Linked DNA regions of Mus musculus: region 2 is linked to region 1. The links are chromatin contacts, called in public HiChIP or PLAC-seq maps. All regions are on one chromosome and are shown on one strand. The core of a region is the stretch at or near the end of the contact, and the rest is flanking DNA. Distances in the headings are between cores, read along the strand shown.

Region 1 (6,809 bases), core at 2,774-5,273:
GACAGATGATATTGAGGCTGTCAAAGCACAGCAACAGTGAGGCACTAACTGTAAACCTTTTAGAAGGATGAAAACAAACAAGGACAACAATAAACATCTCACAGTGCTGGTGACAATAAGGGACACCAGGAACACTCACTCACTCCTGATGGCCACACTATGCTTTAAGCATTGGATCATTTCTCAGTAAAGCTACAGTGGTAGACAGGACAGCAATAGCATTCCTAGGAATTTACCCTTTTGAGTCTAATAAAGATCCACAAAGAAGCCCTGGGCACGAGCGTTTTTACCGGCTTTACTCATAATTGCCACACACTGGATTCAAGGAAGAGGTTCTTCAGGAGAATGGACATGTAAACTGTACCACATCTATGTGACAGCCATTATTCACCAGTAAAATGAATTGAGCTACCAGGCCATGAGAATATGCAGCAGGAACACTATTACAGGAACAAAGCCTTGTGGGAAATTTGTATGTAGACTCCCAAGTATAAAATAAAAATGATGAGTGGATTCTCACATACACAGCAACAGCAAAAGCAGATTCAGCAATTATTATATATTCATGCGTAGATACACACATATGTATGTACCATATATTACATATCATATATATGTATATATGCATGTATAGGTGTGTGCATATACATATATATGTAGTATTAATCAGAGAAGAGGAGGCTATCAATGTTGGAGTCGGGGAACATAGGAAAGTTTTGATGGAGGGGAGGCAAGAGAGAGAGGATAGAGGAAAGAGAAGTGAAGTAATTCTATTTCTATTGAAAACATAATTTTTAAGATAGATAAGTGGTTTCCATGGGTCTGGCAGACAGGATGGTGAAAGAAGAGGTGAGCACAGGACCGTTGAGAGCACTGACTACTCTCTATGCTGTCACACTGAGGGAGCGTGGACACTGCTTAGTTATTAAAACCCAAAAATCTAAACAAGGAAAAAAATCTATGGATATTTATCATAACATAACAATATCAATTATAACAAGTGTGACATTGATGCTTGGTATTACTAAAAGAAGAAACTTTATTCAGGAAGCGAGCTCTCTATGTATCGGTTCTCCTTTCCTTTCCTTTCCTTTCCTTTCCTTTCCTTTCCTTTCCTTTCCTTTCCTTTCCTTTCCTTTCCTAAAACTGTTTCTAAAAAACATTCTATTATGAGTAAATAAACAAATGATTGAGATGGAGCTAAGCATGACTGCAGTTGTCTTTAATCCCAGTGTTTGAATGGCTGAGGCACTGTAAGAAATGTTCTGCGTGTCAAGATAACCTTAAATCAATCCAAAAGTGTTCAATTAGTTTCAAAAGTCCTCAGGAGACAAAGTGAAGTGGCTTTCACTAGCAAAATTTATTTAATTTGCTCATCAATAACGATAATAACTGCAGTGTACTGAAACATATTAGCATGTTTGTTTCCATGAAAGTATTACAATATAAACAAAGCAACAGCCTAATGAGTCATTCTCTGAAGCTAATATATGCATAATGCAACTGTATATATAATATGTAGCATGTGTAACCCTAGTGTATATATTGTTCATTGAAAAGGAGTGAGTAAAATCAAACCTTTATCCTGCCTTTCTCATACTAATGTACTATTGCTTACTCTAAGGTCAAAGGGAATTTGGATGAGGAAGGATAGACAGAATTAAAACATTATCATTTTACTGAACAAGTTACATATAGGAATATATGCATATACTTACAAATCTGTGTTTGCAATAATAGTTATTGGAGAATAAAGGGCCATGAATTTGAAGGAGAGAGGGGAAGCTTTTATGGAAGAGTATGGAGGAAAGAAAAAGAAGGGAGAAATGTAATTAATGTTTTAAAAAGAAAAATAACCATTTTACTCTCCCAGTAAATTACTTGCTGTAACCATTGAGTAGCTATGTCTGGTAATATCACCAAGAGAGAGACAATCAGATATGTTTTGCCTTCTAGTAGAATAGCCTATCTGTAAGTTGGTCTTGGAAAAACCAAATCAAGCATAAATCTGATCAAAACTCTTGGCCTAACTACTGATACACAAACAAAATCCAAATATATACTACATAGAAGGAAGGAAAAACTGCTCAAACACATGAAATGACAGAGCTTTCTTTTCAACAAGAAGAAGAAGCAGAAAATAAAAGAGAATGAAAGAAAAAGAAAAGTAGAAAAGAAACAAAATATAAAAGAAATTCTATTCTAAGTTTCTGGGCTAATATTCACTGGATATTAGCCCAGAAACTTAGAATATCCAAGATACAAGATACAAAGCACATGAAACTCAAGAAGAACCAAGACCAAAGTGTGGACACTTTGCCCCTTCTTAGAACTGGGAACAAAACACCCATGGAAGGAGTTACAGAGAAAAAGTTTGGAGCTGAGATAAAAGAATGAACCATCTAGAGACTACCATATCCGGGGATCCATCCCATAAACAGCTGCCAAACGCAGACACCATTGCATACACTAGCAAGAATTTGCTGAAAGGACCCTGATATAGCTGTCTCTTGTGAGACTATGCCAGGGCCTAGCAAACACAGAAGTGGATGCTCACAGGCAGCTATTGGATGGATCACAGGGCCCCCAATGGAGGAGCTAGAGAAAGTATCCAAGGAGCTAAAGTGATCTGCAACCCTATAGGTGGAACAACAAAATGAACTAACCAGTACCCCTGGAGCTCATGTCTCTAGCTGCATATGTATCAGAAGATGGCCTAGTCAGCTATCAGTGGAAAGGAAGGCCCATTGGTCATGCAAACTTTATATGCCCCAGTACAGGGGAACGCCAGGGCCAAGAAGTGGGAGTGGGTGTGGGTAGGGGAGTGGGGGGGGGGGTATGGGGGACTTTTGGGATAGTATTGGAAATGTAAATGAAGAAAATACCTAATAAAAAAATTAAAAAAAAAGAAATTCTAAAAATCTGTTGCTTTAAATGGGCCCACTTAAATACTGATTTAAGTAAAATATAAAATAAATCCAAAAATGTCATTTATGAAAAACTGACTTACATGAGTCTTGGCTATTTGACACACGGAGAAATTATTCTTGATTGGGATTTAATTGATTTTTTTTATATTAATAAATAAAATTCTTATAAAGATATACCTAAACTTGGGGAGATGAAGCAAGATGATATCTGGCACCTGCTTCAAAACGTCAGACCGAAATTGGATGTGCCTTGAGCAGCAGGAAACACAAAGTGAAAGAACTGAGAAGTGCCAATCAAGTGGTAGGTCCACAGGACTTTATTATTCTATTCCCATTCATGTCTAGAACTCTTGACAGTTAATTGTTTGTTTGCCTTTCTCTACTTTCTGGTGGCCATTTTGTTCTGTTCTCCAAGATCACTGCTACAGATACCAGTGGAGTAATATCATCGGACACTTTGAAATGTTCTCCTAATGGAATTGGAGACTTGCATACCCATAAAACACCTCACTTCCCTCTTAGCCTGGCTCACATCAGTCCAACTGAGGCAAGGGACAAGGGACAATGCACTGGGGCAAGAGCAGCTGGGCTCTGGCAAAGGGTTCAGGGGAAAAAGAGCAAGAGGGAGTGGTGATTCTCCAGGAACCTCTCCTTGGGGTGTGGGGGAAAGAGAGAGAGAGAGAGAGAGAGAGAGAGAGAGAGAGAGAGAGAGAGAGAGAGAGAGAGAGAGAGAGAGAGAACAAAATCATTCACTCGTAATTTAATACACTAGTTTGACGTTTTTCTCTCTACTCTCCTAAACTCTGTGGCTGATATTTACTATGTGATCTTTGTAAAGATAAATATGTCTAAAATTGTTAAATGTTCTAATCCATTACCCTAGCCTGAGATTCAGGGTTTATTACTATGACTATGTCTTTTCTTTCTCTTCACGCAGTGGATACTCCGCTGCAGAATAATTTCTGCAGTGCAGCAAGGGCTCACAATGAAAAGCCCAAACACCGAAGGCTTCACTCTTGCATCCTTTCCCCCTTCCTTCTTCTGCATCCTTTTTTTTTTTTTAAGAAATCCCCTCCCATCTGAGGACTTACAAGGCCATTTGTCCCAGGGTGCTTTGCATAATAATGGGTCCCTTCAGTTTCCAGGCTTACAAAGACTCCAGTTGCTGAGGGAACCAGCCAGCAACAGCAACAACAAAAAAGAAAATTGCCCGTTTTTTTTCACTGAAACTGCTCTTATTCTTCATCTAATTTTTCAAGCAATTTTATCTTTTTAAATGTAAATACTTGTAAGGATTCAGAAAAGCCATCCAGTTATTAACATTTCAGGTGTAATTATTGCTCTTCAATCTCTACCTTCTCCGTGGAGCAGTCTTCTTTAGAAGAAGTATTATTACTATGCTCCTTCTTGTGTGGGCCCCCAGACATCTTCAAATAAATGTCTGTAGGTGGGACTCTCTGATTACAAAGGCTGAGTGAAATTAATGTTATTAATGTACCAAGGTGTGAGGTAGAAACTGCAACTCTCTTTCCCTAAAGAACTCTGCTGATTGCCAGTTGGAAGCTACAGATCTGCCCAAAGTGGCACTGGGATGCCTTTTACCAGATCTGGCGCTATGAAGAAAATGGGCAACATTTGTGCATTGTGGAATTGCAGAACTGTGGAGCAGCTTAACAGAGCTAATGATAGCTGCAGAGCTGTGGTGGCCAGAATCATGAGACCTGGTACATATCTGCATTTCTTTCTTCTTCTTTCTTCCTTCCTTTCTTCCTTCCTTCCTTCCTTCCTTCCTTCCTTCCTTCCTTTCTTTCTTTCTTTCTTTCTTTCTTTCTTTCTTTCTTTCTTTCTTTCTTTCTTCCTTCCTTCCTTCCTTCCTTTCTTCCTTTCTTTCTTTCTTTCTTTCTTTCTTTCTTTCTCTTCTTCTTCTTCTTCTTCTTCTTCTTCTTCTTCTTCTTCTTCTTCTTCTTCTTCTTCTTCTCCTTCTCCTTCTCCTTCTCCTTCTCCTTCTCCTTCTTTTTCTTCTTCTTCTCCTCCTCCTCCTTCTTCTCCTCTTCCTCCTCCTCCTTCTTCCTCTTCTTCCTCTACTCTTCTCTTCCTTCTCCTTCCCCCTCATTCTCCTCACCCTTCCCCTTCCCCTCCCCCTTTCTCCCCATCCCAGTGCCCCCACCCTCCTCCTCCTCCTTTTTTCCTCCAAAACACTTTTAGGAAAAAAGAAAAATGTGGCTAGGAGCTCAGCCTCTTAGTTGCTGCCATTGAAAACCTTGCCTCATAAAGAAAGCTTCCAAGAAATTACCAAATGCTTTCTGTTTCTTCTACACTCCACTTATAGGTAGGACAGATCTATAAAGTGACCTTCCAAGGGCTTTTTGACACATTGTCTAAAGCCCTTCAGAAGATGCAACCTTTGGGGTGCAAGTGATTGTTGACAGGTAGCAACTTAGGAGTTAAAATTCCAGGAGTATTTCTAGTTCTCCCAGCTTAGCCAAATTTAGAAAACTTGAATCAGTGAAGTACGTTCATCCCACATCATTCATTCATTCATCCATTCATTTATTCACTGTATGGATCGGTCCAGAGAATTTACTGAGCATCTATTACGTGGTATAATCACTATGTTAAGTGTTGGTCATATAAAAGGAAAAAATCATCCTGACAATTCAGTCTAGGGAGGATTCAGCGGTGCTTCTGACAGTCAGGGAAAAATAAAAAGTATTTCTTGGCAGATTTTACAGAAGGGGGCTACAGATATCCCTGACCCATAAAGAATAAGTACTCAATGAAAAGAAATCGTTTTTATGATGTGTTCTTTATGGTGCCAATGAGGCCTCTCCCTTACCCCCTACAAAAAGTCAAGTAATAAAACCAAGGTTGTAGGCTTTGATCTTCTGAGTCAAGAAATCCTATCTCCAAAAAGCCCCTGTTAACCGGGAAGGAAGTTCCCTCGTTTGCTTTTACAGGACTCTCCTGTTCCACCCCTCAACTGGTGTGAATGAAGGGATCTTATTCCGTGCGGAGGGTATGTAAGTCGTGCTGTCGAGTCCATGCCGAGTAATAGTGCATGTCGAGTAATAATAGCAAAGACTTCACTGCTTTCAGGCAGATTATGGTAGCAACTTCTGAACTCTGGTGTGTGTAAAAAGCGTGCACAACTTAAAACTCTCTTCATGTGTCAGTAATCATGCCAGATAACTTCCAAACACTGCTCTTATCAGAGATCAGCTTAAAGACTGGCATAAATCAAAATGTCTTGGTGCTACCAGATATGCCAAAGTACACATGGTCCAGGTTATCTGGTGGAGTTTTAGAATCCTAATGACTTCCACCTAGCCTTCACCTACTGAGGTCACTTTCTCACACACATTTGCCTTCTTCGGCCACCTGTTTTCTCTTGCCCTTGTCAATTACCCTGCTATGAGTTCAGTAGTGACCAGACTAAGCACATTCTTAGAGCAACAACCGCCCAGGGTCCCCAAAACTTTTTCTAAGTTATCCATTTGATATTTCAGTTGTGAGTAGCCAAGCAATTAATAGTTTTTAATAAATAAAAAGTAAAAATAAACCAAGCCCCTGGATTGTGCTACTTCCTGTGTGATCTGGCATCGTGTTTATTTTTGACTCCATGAAGGGAGGGAGGCCACCAGTGTCCTCAGTGCTTGGGACACTTTAAATGTATTAGCGTGATCCTCTGAGCTCCCTGTAAATCTAAGTCATTGAAAGGAGCCACAGAATGATCTCATGAAGGGCACAGCTCCACATGCCGGGCTCTGAGCATGATACCCTGCAGCTGAACAAAAGACCCTGGGCCAGTGGAAAACTATATTCTCAGCTACACTCTCACAGGATGCAGCTACACTCTCACAGGGTGCAGCCCTTGAGGCA
Region 2 (6,938 bases), core at 1,372-3,871, 520 kb before region 1:
GTATGGGTATGATCCATAAGCCTCTCAATGAAAGATGAGGCTAACTGTCAGTGAGCACTAATGGCTGGGTGCACAGCATACTGGATGGGAGGCGTCTACTGTACAGGAAAGATTAAGCTGGAGAAGGCTCCTAAGCAAGAAAACCAGTACAAACAGTGTCCAGGGAGAGCTGAAGGGGGACCTGGGTTTCCACTGGATCTCAATCACAGAGTCATTGCTACGTTTCACAGGACAGGAAAGGGACACCGTGAGGGCAGACATTTTGTACAGCTGCAAAGATTCCGTAACTGTCCATAATTTTTCCTGGACTTTTTTTTTTTTAACCAAAATGAAAATTAGGATTCATGAAGCAAAATCAGAATGGGAATCTCAACCACAAACTTGCAAAAATGAAAACTACTAACACTCACTTAGCTTAATGAGATGTGGCGTTATTGTTGCATTAAATACTTTTAATCGGCCTTGACCCTCACAGAATCAAGACCTGCTTAGTAGCCAATGGTACTACAGAAAAGAGGAAAATAGAAGTAGCTGAGAACTATCACCCTTATTTAAAACTGTTTCTTGATTATTTAGTATGAATGATGAAGAATTTCAATCCCAATTTAATTTAATAATCCCCGTGATCCCATTCTCCATTATTTTCTATAGCCTGGCTCTGATTCATGATTAAATCAACTCCGTGGTTCTGATGGTAAAGATAAGCTGTAGCTAGTTATAAAGTAAAACATTAGATGGCACTTTACTCTCATTTCTATTGTTAGGTCATAGTTTTGATCTCGTAAGATTTTAAACATAGTCACACAGGGTAAGGCAGAATTGGGCAAATTGGAGCAGTGAACTCATATTTGTAATTGGCTTTTCCAATTTTAAGTCAATAAGAAAAATATTTAATATGAGAATAGCTCACATGCTTAAAGACATGATGACAGTCCTCGGTCTCATGTATGGAAGTACAAGTTTGACTCACAGAGAGTTACAGTAAGCTATCCGAACTTTAATTTTCCCAAAGTTTGTAAAAAATTGACTTCATGTACTAGTGGCTTAGACCACAACTTTCAGAACTGTAAATTCTAGCAGTCCATCTTGATATTTGTATAATTTTGACACAAAAATCCTAATGAACGTTACCATTCCTAAGATGTATAAATTTTCAAACATTTGCATGAACGTAGCTCATGACAAAGCATCTCTTTATTTGTCAATCTCTATATTTGTCAATATATTTGTTACATACTAGGCTGTCCCCCATCCCAAATAATGAGTATAACCTTGAATCCAGGGCCTGCACTGCTATAAAGCCTCTATAGGATTTTCCAGTGGCACCAATAATTGATATTTACTTTCTTAATTTCTGTCTGCTTTTAAAATGTGCACCACGAGTTCAACTTTTCTTCTAAGATTTTATGTCAAAATAATGTCAGTATCTCACAGTTTGCCATTCCAAAAACATACTTAGAACATAGTACTTTTAACTGTAAAAATGAATATAAAGATAATGATTTGAGTCAAGAATTTATCCAAAAGAGCGTCTGAGTATAGCTCAGTGGTCAAATCTGTGCTTAGCACACGTTAGGCCTTGGGTTCAAGCCTTAGCACCACAACATCCCTAAAATGAGCTTGACAACAACAAAAAAATTATGGGTGCCTACCAAAGTAGATACCCACTTTCAAAGCATATATAACTAACTTCATTGAACTATATATTATGTATATACATATGTATATACATATATACATACATATCTCATCTTCTATTTCCAGTATTATTGTTAGAAAAAGTATGAATAAACATCAAGGAAAATATTTTTCATTTCTTATCATTCATTTACAATATATCAAAAAATCTTGATAATTAATATTTCCATAAAATTGAAAATGCATGCAGATAATACTAATAAATATCATGTATACATATGACATAATAATGATTTACATAAGGAATGGGGAAAATAAATATGACATTCTATCTTCCTATCTCAATTCAATTGTTATGCTACTATTTTAAGGTACTTTTTTAAAAAACAAAGCTGTGTAAGTGAATGACAATTCTTTTGGATTTTTATGATTAAATGAGAGAATCAGATCAACTAATTTACACTAAAGAATAATCATGCAGTTATTTAATGTTAAACATTTTCAATATTTTCAGCTAGTTTGGATAGGCTAGGAAGGGTAAAATACAAAGCCAGAGCTGAGGCAGAGGCTTACAATGCCTCTAGTGATTTCTGTCCCGGCCCTTCCTCTGCACATGGTCAATTAGAATTGAAAATCCTGTGCTGATTTCATTCGCTGGAATTTTTAAGCAGGTCAGGAAGAAAGATGTTATTGAAAGGAAGAGTCTCATCTAAATAAGAAAGGAGCGTGTGGCCATCTGGTCTTAGCTATACGTATAAAAAGTTATTTCAGCTGAACTAAGGGTTGGTGTTTTAAAAGATGTGCCAAAAATCAACCCAAAATTCATTTATTTGTTTTATATATATATATATATATATATATATATATATCCTAAATGTTTCTGTTTAAACTTCCAAATATGCATTTGGTTCATTTCCTATCTGTGATTCATGAGTCGGTCTGACCCCAGTGTCTCCCTGGGCCTGAGTAGGTTGCAAGCAGAGGGCCAGTCCATCACTTTCCATACTCTCTGCCATCACGAGGGCATCTAACAAAACAGTGGCTCTTTTGTAAGTTATAAAAATCACTTTGATAGTATTCATTCCAATTAATCTTGAGTTCAGCACGCGTTCAGAGTGGAGGTAGGAGATTTGGAGCATAGAGCAGCTGAACCAGTTCCCCTTCTTAGCTATTGCGACCAGAGTTTCCTTCCATCTCTGAACACTGCTTGGGCATCTGTGCACAATAATTTCAGGCCTTTAACCTACAGGGTAAGCTTTAAAAAACACAATCTTTTTCTTCATGAGAGATTACGACCACAGAGTGTACTTTCAGGAATCAACTGGGTGCTCAGAAACACAGTCTAGTTCTGTAGTAATTATTGTTCTGTTCTTCAAATTTGGATTGAAGTTTTTGAGTTAGGAAAGTAGTAGGGTGTGTAGTATCTATAATAATATCTCACCCACTTTACTCAGTACCTGAGCATGATTCTCACTTAGAAGAATCATAACCAGTGGATCTTGCTACCCAAGTTTCATTGTATTAAAGTACAGTCACACTCTACGTTTCAAACCCTCTTGTACAATAACAAAAATAAATTGTGACCACAATCCTATATTCTAGTGTGCATGTTAAATATCACCCACACCTGGTCACAACCCTCAGCTGATGCTGAGGAGCCAGTAAAATCTACAACAAAAAGACTTGGAGTAAGAATATTCTGTGATCACCAAGGCTCTTGATGCATCCCTGACATGAAAGGACATGGGTTGTTTTCTGTTTGGGTACATCTATCTCCTGTTTGTTCTGCTATTTCCAATAAACCATTACCATTGTGTAAGGAGAACAAACTATAGGAAATTGTTTGCTCACAGTTATGTTCTGAAACACCATTTGTTCTTGAACTGGCCTTACGTCGTCCAGCTATTTCAATCAAGTCCATTATCTTCTTGTCTTTGAAAGATGCCTTTCTAGTAACCTGTATCCCCAGAGGGCCAGGTCAGGTCTGCCTTTTAGAAAGTAGGGTGGAATCAAAAACAGCTTGTTCATTTTCTCTCTTGGAGAAAGAAATTAAATTATTTTTCATCAGGCCAGAACTTCAGTGTGTGTTGGGAGGGAACCTTTACACGAAAATAGAAAGTCATGCCTTAGAAAAAGTTATTTACTTGTTTACATTGGAGTGTTACGCCACAGAAATACCAGTCAACTTATATAATTTTTGTAAGTACAAAATGTGTTAATTCTTCAACTGTATGCTTTTCTGGACAATAATCAAATGAAGCAGTAATTTTTTATTCTCTTGCTTTAAAACAATCACATAATACATTGGCAAATAAATCCGTTGTTCTGTTGATCCTTTACTGCAATTGTTCACAGACACAGGCTTTCAAAATCTTTTCTAAATTAGAAGTACAAAGAATGAATTTCAACGCTTACAAAACTGAATATCAAATGCCAGGCATGTCTGAGCTAGCAAACATATCATAATTCCTACATTATTAATAAGTTACATATAAAAACTTGATAAGGTGTAGAATGCATGTGGAATTTTTCTCCATCTCTATCTCAAATTACAGGGTGGCAAAAGAAATTATCTTTCTTCCATTCGACATAAGAAAAATAAAATAATACCATATGTATGTTAATAAAGATCTGAGGACTTGATTGGTAGGTGACTCTTTAGGGAAGACCCCCAAAGTAGAGATGAAAAATATAGAGTGAACAACTGCACAAACACTGAATCCAAGTTCCAGCTAATCCAGAGACATACGCACAAAGGCACAAAATGGGCATCGCTTCAAAATCATTTGTATAAATGATTCTTTCCTTGAGGAATTTTAATAGTAAAAATCAATTAAAAGTAATCGCAAATGACAAATACCAATTCATAATGACTATTACTTTTGTAAAATTTTGAGCCAAATTATTTTAAAACGCTTTTCATTTCATCTATTCATATTGAAATCTAGCCACATGTATAATCAGCATGTTAATAAGGCGTACTAGAAGCACAGAACTCTGGCTACATGACTATATCATGATAAGCACACCCATACTGCCCCGTAAACACATCTGAGAGAGAGAGAGAGAGAGAGAGAGAGAGAGAGAGAGAGAGAGAGAGAGAACTCTGAATAAAAGACTGCTTTCCTATGTCTGTTGGTTAACCCCGCAAACACTTGAACTTCCTATGGGCACACACCCAGCAGACGCTGGCGTCTAGGTGATTGAAAATGTTGCCCACAAAGGCAAAATTTTATCTGTGATGACATCACCAACTAACCTGGCTTCGTTGTGATAGAGTGATGTGTTTTTCTGGCTCATGTGTGCGCCTTAAGTGTGTGGGAGACAGAGAATGAGAAAAAGACACAGAGGCAAAAAGAACGATGCTTACAGAACTGCAGCCTCAGAAACCCTCTGCAGCCCTCTCAGCAAGGCTTGTAAGAACCTTCCCACAGACCTCAGACTTCCCCCCCACCCCGATCTTATATAGCTTAAGTTTGTTCAAAAATGCATTCCCCACACCAGTGAATTCTGTTTCGTTTAGTTAACACACTGTAAATCCTCAAATATTCTGCCAGGATCCGTGGAGATGGGATTTCCACACCAAATGAGGCGTGTGCTTCTATGCGAAATGGTGCAGGAGTTGCAGTGTCCCTGGAGACCTGCCTTCGAGTGCTTGAGACATCTCGGTTTTAAAGGCAATGAAAGGGTTAAAAATTGAGTCTGTCTAGGGTAGGAGAAAGGGGATATTGTTGTCTTTAATCTTTCCGCAGTATGTGTACGACTTCCATCCCGGATCTGCACATAGTGGTGGAAAGGCTCGGCATGCATTGCGTGCAAGCTCCTTGATTGTAGAAGGGGGGTGGGGGGGGGGGGGACCTGGCTGGAGTCCAGACAGGCTGGAGCTCTGTTGATCATTATGTCTAGCCTTCAGGTGTCTCAGCGCACAGTGGGCGGCAGTGGGGGAGGTGTAGATAACATGAGAGAGCAGACAAAGAAAAACTGGTGTATTTTTAAAAGATTATGTGAAATTCTGTGCTCAAGCCTCCTTTAAAAAAAAATGATTCCTAATGTCTTGGACTTTCATAATTACAGCACCGGCTCGGCTCTGGCACCTCTCTAAGCCGTAATTAGTTCTGTCTGGAGCCTCTGAATAATTCCTTTCAATAATTGATGGAGTTAATATTCTCTTTTAAAAATGGGGAGGGCAGTGTGTTCTTATAAACTCTCTTTCTGTCAGAGTCTTTGTTGTTCAGAATCTTCATCAGTCATAATCACACTGATCTGATTTGCAGTTTCATTTCTTATGAGACCAAACATAACTTTTTAAGGATTTAGATGATTCTAGAAGGAAAGACACAATCCAGCATTGCTGGATTACCCTAGTTGACTATGAAAAGAAAGCAGTAACAGGAACAATTTCTACCATTTGTTTCCAATTGTTTTTTTTTTTTTTAAATGCTGCTTTGAATGTCACTTCTGTTTAAAACTCCATCAAAAAAAAATCTTACCATAAATACAACTTAGATGTTAGCTATAGCCTTGCCTCCTCCCGCAGGAAGACATTCTAAATTATTTTATTCTTTGAGGATTCTTCTATGAAGAAGCTTCGGCATGCTTCCTCCCCACCCCCCACATCCTCACCCCACCCTATTAGGAATTTTAAAAAAATCTTTATATGGAGGCCTGGCTCCTAAGACAGAAAGCTGTCTTTTCCTTCTCCACACTGGCCACTTTCAGCTGCCGTCACTCGTGCCCGGACCTCGTTTCACATTTTGTGGACAAAAAAAAAAAAACAAAAAACAAACAAAAAAAAAAACAAAAAAAAAAACAAACAAAAAACAGTTCAGTCTCTGTCATTATTGTAAAATTTAAAACACTTCAAAAATGAATCAAAAGAAAGCCCTGGCTTGAAGCCATTGTTCAGATTTAAGAGCTATTTTGCCTCCAAGTGTCTTTAGCAGTCTTTCATGGCTAATTATAATAACTGTCAGATGTCTGGAAAGTGTGGGGTGCCCTAGCCAGTGGAGTCAGCAAAGTTTGCCTTTTATTTTTCCTGGGGACAAATCAAATCTGATTAGACATAAAGAGCGAAAAGAAGAGAACTAAGTACACATGTGTGTGCCTTCATTTTTTTTCCCTATGAACAAAGCAGCATGCTGGAGCAGTGTCCCAGTGCGGAGTCTCCTACAGCTACTCTTCAGAAAGCCTTACTTTTCTTTTTAATTCTTTATCTTTCACAGAAGAAAGCATGCAACAAATGCTCCCCGGTACAGTTCCCTGCCCTTTGGCTACCTTTCAAACTACGCATAAAAGGATTC

What was found. HiChIP or PLAC-seq counts read pairs in DNA pulled down with a chosen protein or histone mark.
Region 2: an H3K4me3 HiChIP or PLAC-seq map of neural progenitor cells shows a contact between it and region 1, with 6 times the contacts expected there. The contact joins two enhancer-like sites. A contact is called at or near these places in 7 of 39 promoter capture datasets (the HPC-7 cell line, cranial neural crest, frontonasal cranial neural crest and 4 more), 3 of 484 Hi-C or Micro-C datasets (nephron progenitors, neural progenitor cells and stem cell-derived motor neurons) and 18 of 115 datasets of contacts at active chromatin or transcription factors (the 230-238 cell line, the SCID.adh cell line, astrocytes and 14 more).

Annotation. Positions count from the first base shown.
Region 1 is chr1:137,375,990-137,382,798 of GRCm38.p6, reverse strand. No RefSeq gene overlaps it. Among named protein-coding and RNA genes, the nearest start is that of Gm34244, 26 kb to the right of the region's middle. RefSeq lists an enhancer at 3,317-4,646. Within about 2 kb of position 4,023, at least 40 of the 459 cell types and tissues checked have an H3K27ac peak or open chromatin away from gene starts, as enhancers often do. A contact at or near this core is called in neural progenitor cells and neural stem cells, where this site is marked.
Region 2 is chr1:137,898,869-137,905,806 of GRCm38.p6, reverse strand. Gm4258 (a long non-coding RNA gene) reads right to left here. Exons shown (of 3, transcript XR_003948014.1): 2 at 1-6,379. Among named protein-coding and RNA genes, the nearest start is that of Gm4258, 3.9 kb to the right of the region's middle. Within about 2 kb of position 2,621, at least 33 of the 459 cell types and tissues checked have an H3K27ac peak or open chromatin away from gene starts, as enhancers often do. A contact at or near this core is called in neural progenitor cells and neural stem cells, where this site is marked.